Linked DNA regions of Danio rerio: region 1 is linked to region 2. The links are chromatin contacts, called in public HiCAR-type maps. All regions are on one chromosome and are shown on one strand. Each heading gives the region's core, a stretch centred on a gene start, on an enhancer-like site or on the middle of the called end of the contact. The rest is flanking DNA. Distances are from core to core; before and after follow the strand shown.

Region 1 (3,661 bases), core at 229-2,728, 190 kb after region 2:
TGCCCGTCCTCCCTGGCAACAGTGAGAAAGGCACAGGCGTCACTAGTAGTTATGCAACTCGCTCACACACTCACAAACGCGCGCGGGCACAGACAGCCGAGAGTGTGTGTGTGTGTGTGTGTGAGAGAGAGACTGAGAGGTTTCATTAAGGACTCCGAGAGCTCAGCAGGGGTCTCTGCCATTTCACGTACAGAGCGCCAGAAATCACCCCGCTGCTAATGCTAAAAATAAAGCTTTTCTTTCACTGACGGATGTGGTGGCTTGAAAGTTGTTTTTGTTTACACTTTTTTTTTTTTTTTTTTACTTTTTCGTTCTCTTGGGTTCCCAGGAAAAGGTCCCTGGCTTTTTTCAAAGCATGACAGGTTGATAGACAGGAATGGGTTCAAAGAGCCTGTAACCAACACACAGCTGTCTGAGGTCTTGGTGATCATACAGTTTGATAGACCTACCTGTGGATTGAAAGTAAGGTTTCAGTCCTCAGGAAAAATGAAATCTGGAGGCTTTTGGAAGATATATATGCACTGGCCTGCTTCTTGTTATACATAAAAAAACACAACAGGACTATATTTATCTGATTAACGCTTTTTATATCATATTATTTCCCAAAATCAATCTCTTAGAGTTCATTGCAACATAAGGCGTTATAAGAACTTTGTCGCCCCCTATTGGAGACACTTACGTTTTGCAATTTACATAATTCAGAAATGCATAAAAATTAAATAAAACATAAAAACAGGTAATTCGATTACAGTTAATGTATGTAATATGTAGCAATGATAAAATACCTTCCTACGAATAATGATGTTAAAAGAGAAATATACAAGCTACTAGATAGAGTGCATAGCCAAAACTGATATGCTAAGACACACATACACCCCAAAACAATAATTTACATCCAGCAGACGGAAAAACGTGTGCTGATTAGACGTAAATACATTAACAAATGTAAATCTATGACCGTGTTCAGTCTTTTAAAGAATGCCCAGAAACAAAAATACTCACTGAAATCGTTTCAAAATAACACACTAACAATTCAAAATAAAATATGGAGTAGTGTTTACCAGTAACTTTGATGATTCTTTACTCAATAATTTTACAAAATTAAACTTGATTTAATGTGAGATTTTATCAGCATCTTTTAATGATTTTGTGTTATAATATAATATAATATAATATAATATAATATAATATAATATAATATAATATAATATAATATAATATAATATAATATAATATAATATAATATAATATAATATTCATCATTTATGAAATCCATTTTTACTCCCCTCGTGATTATGTTTGAGAAAAACTTTCTGAGATGTTTCACCTAGCTCACTCCTGATTGGTTATTTGAATCAGCGCTGCTTTAACAGTCCAATCGTATGGATTTTAAGGTGGAGCATCGAACAGCGCTGTTACAACCGTCCAATCAGCTGCGAATAAGGTGTGGCATTGTAGCAGATTCACCGGGAGCGAGTGAGAGCTACAATCTGCTTAGGCTCAACAACACGATATCGGTATGTAAATATTCCCATACACTTCTTTTTGTCTGGTCGCTGTGTTTTTTACACTATCTCTGACTTAATTCGGTTAAGAATTGTGACATATTTCGAGGGATACATATTCATTGTTAAATAATATAAGTTATATAAGTTACCATGAAACTATGTCTCACAATGTTGCAACAACAGGTTGTCGGAAGCGCGTGTGCTTTGTTTACATTGCTAGCAGGATATGTGTAGTACGTGGCAAAAAGTTATCAGATGTCAGAACACAGAGATGCAATATGTTTGGATGTGAAGTGGATGTAATAAGAATAGCTTTCTAGTTGTTTATGTGTGTAATTGAAGCTCGTCTCACTCATTAAATAGCATATCACAGCAGTTTGTTGTTGTGATCAGCACAGATTGAGTTGATAATGAAAGGAAAAGATCATATCTGTACAGTTCTTTTGAGATATATTTATTGAGATATTGAGATATTATTATTACCAATTTAGTGCTTTCTGCTGTTGATAATTTATAATTTTATAAATAAAAATATATACAAGACCTGTACTTTGTTGTTCAGCTCTGCAGTATGTTATGATTAAATATAGCATGTTTATCTATTGTTGTGGCATTTTGATTTGGATCAATGTTATATAAAATGTCTCTGTATATTCACATACTTTTTTTATTATATACATTTAATGTTTAGTAAAATAACTTATTGTTGTACTAAATCATGTTTTAGTTTGAAATTATTGTACAATATTCCTTATTTTTGGCTATATATCTAAATGAATTAAATTAAAATGGTGCATTCTAACTGCGGTACAGAAAAGTGCACCTTTACTCTTTTGATGTTTGACAACACATTTTATTTTTTTACCCAAATTCAGAATTTTGAAGGGTTCACCAGTTATATTGAAGACCTTTCGATAAAATTTTTTAACCAAGTGTTTAATGGGTTATGGGATTGTCTTAAAGTAATGCAATCAGAAGTATTATAAATGTTTTGTATGTTTTCTTAATTTCAGTAGTGAATATATAAATCTTAAAAGGATGATGACTCATGCTGCATTGCACAAATTTGTATCCAATCAGATGCTTTCAAAAGCAAATCTGACATTAAATCAAACAAATCAGTGCTTGGTATGCAAATGTACTTTAGTAACATATTTTAGTTGTTGAATAGCTATGGTACTTTGGCAGCAACTGGTTACCATGGAAAATGTTCAGCTCCTCAGGGATCGGTGAAACTGAAACTGCTGTGAAAGCATGTGGAGGTGGTGGTGGTTGCAGTGTTTTTGTTTTGAATAAATGTATGAATAACATGGCATGTCAGAAACTTTTGTCTTGCTGACTCATAGCTAGAACTGGGCTTGTACAGTTAAAACAACCTGAAACATTCATATCCTTGTTGAGATTCGACAGGCTTCTAAACGCTACTTTTAAAACTAAAAATTTACTTATTGATCAACTTTTAATAAATATGCCATTTTATGTTGAGGAATAATGCATAGAAAATTATAATTTGCCAGTGCTGTGGATTAAGGGCAGGGTTGCCAGGTAAAATAAGCTCAATAATATAAAAAGTCAAAATATGCCGCCAGAAATTCTAAAATACCCATTTTGCATTAATGTATGCATTAAAGACATATTACATTTGTCTTTGCAAATAACTGTATATTAGAAATTGTAAAGATTCTGTAATCATAAAAAAACCTTAAAGTACACATGGAAACAAAACCATAAGATTTTGTTGCTAGTTTTGCTGTGAACAATTCATTTGTGCATGTAATTACAAAAAATAAATAAATAAATAAATAAATAAATGAAATGCCTACTTTGGCTGTGTTTCATTTCAGAGGCTGCATCCTCCAAAAGGATGCAGACTTCAAAGGTGAGTCTTTCGAAGTCCACATACTGTAGGCTGAACCGAGCATTTTGAAATGAGACGAGAGGGATGGATCTCTTCACCTTGCAACTGTAACAGCTGCCGTTAATAGGCGGTAATAAAATTTGTATTGACGTTTTTTCAAAGTGATTTTAAAACTTATTTTAAATGATCTGAAGGCAAAGCAAGGTTTGCAGAAGCTGGAAATATATTTCCTTTGATCCATATGAACAGATAAACATGTAAACTGTCTATAAAATCACTCTTAAAGACATGTCAT
Region 2 (3,238 bases), core at 236-2,735:
TTTCCTAAACCCAACCAGTGTTTTCAAAATTATCAATTGACCCGCCCACCCCCTTCCCTAATCCCAACCATTATTTTCACACTCATTGATTGACCCGCCCATCCCCTTCCCTAAACCCAACCATTGTTTTCACAAGCATCGATTGACCCGCCCACCCCCTTCCCTAAACCCAACCATTGTTTTCACAAGCATCGATTGACCCGCCCACCCCCTTCCCTAAACCCAACCATTGTTTTCACAAGCATCGATTGACCCGCCCACCCCCTTCCCTAAACCCAACCATTGTTTTCACAAGCATCGATTGACCCGCCCACCTCTTTCCCTAAACCAAACCAGGGTTTTCAAAAACATTAATTGACCCACCCACCCCCTTCCCTAAACCCAACTGACAGTTTTCAAAAGCAATCCAGAAAAAGAAAAGTCCCCTGATTTTTACCACATTTTCAGATTTTACCACTTTCTCACCCTGTTATTTACTTGTTCATTTTATTTTTTGGCTTCTGTTTTTGTCTTCACCAGACTTGAACCTCGTCGTTGTCAACTCCACTTTGCATCTCAAGTTTGCCAAGGTACGTGTCGAGCTACCGGACAAACTAGTAACAGCGTGAAAGCCGTGGTCAAAGTGGTCAGCTGGTAAGTGAGAAAAGGAAAGCCATCATACCACCCTGTAGCGTTCATTTTAAAGACGAAATGCATCCATACACAGATCTGGCTACATAATTCACGATCTACAGAAACGTATATAGGGCTACAATTTCAGAATGAGCCTATGTTGGCTAGGACAGTAGAAAATATTAAGGAAAACTTTATATCAAATGTATAAATGTATAACATCAGTATTTAAATATGCAAAGAGCTATGAAGTTCAGTTTGTTAGACTAAGCCAAGACTCAAACAATATGTATGACTTAATTAATTAATTAATTAATTAAATAAATTATTGAATTATTAATTATTTTTTTTATTTGTTTATTTATGTCAGGTCAACATCTTTTAAACAAGATTTATTCAATTGAAAAATAATGACAAACTGTCTTTTTTGTTACAGAAATCGAATTTCTGTTTGATTAAGAAATATTTATTACCACATATGACATTTTTTTATATATTTCTAAAAAGCACGACACAGATTTCACAATAAATAAAAATATGAAAAAATACTAAAAATAAAGAAAAATGTTTGGATTTCTTATCATTAATATTTTTATTTACCATATAAAATGTTTCAAATTTACCAATAATATAAAAATTTTTCCTCCAGGTAATGCATGTTAATCATCTTTCCATCACTGTCCAACAACACACACTCCAACAGTGGATGTAGCACAGCGCAGGACTCCGCAGCCGTCTGTAGAGTGTAGCCCTGGGTTACACACCGAACAATGGCATTCTTTCAGTCAACACTGGAGACACTAGGACCCAGCGAGGCTCTTCCTTCCTCATCAGGCTCCCTTAGTTCCAGAGCACAGCAAGTGGTCTCAGAACAGAGTGCAAAGAGAGAGAGAGAAAGAGGGAGGGAGAGAAAAAAGCTCAGTGAATGTTAGAGCCAACTGTGGTCACTGCTGAAACACTGAATCTGAGAGAAATGGAGGGATTAACCAGTCGGATTTAAAAATCTGGAGCTCATGCAGAGGCAGCCAATCAGGGGACGATCTGGATTAAAAAGGTTTGTGTGTGTGATTGATCATTCTTGCTGTAATGTATCAGGGCTTTCGCTTTTTTGTCAGGAGTCAGCAGCCGGTGTGCGAGAGCATTCGTGGGCATATATAGACGCCGCTGGGAGCTCCGGGCTGGTGAGTCTAGTTACGCGTGGGACATGTGCTACTTACGCCAAGGATGAAATATTGTGACAGCAGACTCTGAAGGAGGGCACGCTCCTGTCACAGAGGAATGGAAGTCACTGCAGCTGTAAAGTGTGTTTTTGGAAGAGGTCTAGACCGGGAGCTTGTCTTCTCGCTCCTCTAGTAGACCGCTTGATGTTTTTCTTAGTGCCGATAATGTAACATCTGTCCCTCAGGGGGTAGGGCACTCTCTCCTGGCTGTTATTGTTTGTATTTGCTGTTCTCAAGTTCAGCACCCAGGGTTCTGCACAGGGAACTTTGCTCCGAGACTTGTCAACAAATACAGCAGAGTGAAGTTTGAATCGACGCTCGCTGGGTGGAAAACAAGTCAGAGCAGGGGAGAAGAAGTGAGCCACATCGCTTCAAGACGTTTCACCCGCTTAAACCAAGGAGACTGCTGGGAAACTATGCAGTGAGCTATTGCTTGTGTGTGTGCACTGGTTTTAGTGGTTTACAAGTACATAAATTTGTTTGACCTAGGTATTACAACGTTGAGATGGTTTATGAGGACATGACATGTGTCCTCATAATTCAAAATGCTTCAATTTCATATTTATATGCCACAGGTTTCCTTTAAGGGTGGGGTTTAGGGGTAGGATAGGCCACATAATAAACACTTTTTACAGTATAAAATGTATTATGACTATGGAGAGTCCTCATAAACCACCAAAACCAATGTTTGTGTTTGTGTGTACTTCCTAAAATGCTTAATTGTGTTCTTATTCTTTAGGATAAGCAGACTTAATCTTACCTCTGTGCTGCTCATTCCAGATTTTTAAAGCTGAGCTTGGAAATCAAATCTTTTTTTGTTGTAATCTGAGAGTTTTAAGTTGCAAGGCTTCGGTTCAGCTGTCTTTTCTGTGCACGCTTGCTTGGATACAACAGCTGAAAGTCCTGTGTTGGATGCATGCTCTGTGTTCTCTCAGTTCATTTGCATTCATGAGCATTAAGTTGTGCTCATCCACAGTCTGCTGTGGATTTATTGTCATTAGAGCTGGACTCTGGTAACTCTGGCCATTCTGCTGAGCTCTGAGCTTTTTGTGGTTGTCTGTCTGCAAGTCTCTTTGCCACAGTGCTATAGCAAGTTCTTTCTGGGAATCCGAGATGCTGAGTTTGTGTTTTCCACAAGAGTTTCCATTTTTGTCTGAAAAAAAAAAAAGTTCTGAAAATACCTTGATAGCAGTGTCCCTTTTGGAAGAAAAAAAAGCTTGTGGCATTGAAGCTGTTTTGCTGGAAAAAAATGTTGGATTTACAACCTAGCGTCTAAATGTTTCTATAAATATAACCCCTGCACAATCAAGGACAGATTTATTTTGTTTTAAGCAAACTGGCATGTCGTGCTGCGCTGTAAGTTTTCCCTGACCCTCTGTTTCCATGGCCCCCTCATGTGGCCGCTC

The links. HiCAR-type assays count read pairs that join an accessible place to other places.
Region 1: a contact with region 2 is called in a HiCAR-type map of caudal fin, with 5 times the contacts expected there. The contact joins the promoter of ston2 here to the promoter of foxn3 in region 2. A contact is called at or near these places in 1 of 18 Hi-C or Micro-C datasets (an unstated tissue) and 2 of 4 datasets of contacts at active chromatin or transcription factors (caudal fin and embryo).

The regions. Positions count from the first base shown.
Region 1 is chr17:18,016,449-18,020,109 of GRCz12tu, forward strand. It overlaps ston2 (stonin 2), which reads left to right and starts at 1,479. Exons shown (of 7, transcript NM_001033743.1): 1 at 1,479-1,517.
Region 2 is chr17:17,825,540-17,828,777 of GRCz12tu, forward strand. It overlaps foxn3 (forkhead box N3), which reads left to right and starts at 1,486. Exons shown (of 6, transcript NM_001045263.2): 1 at 1,486-1,666.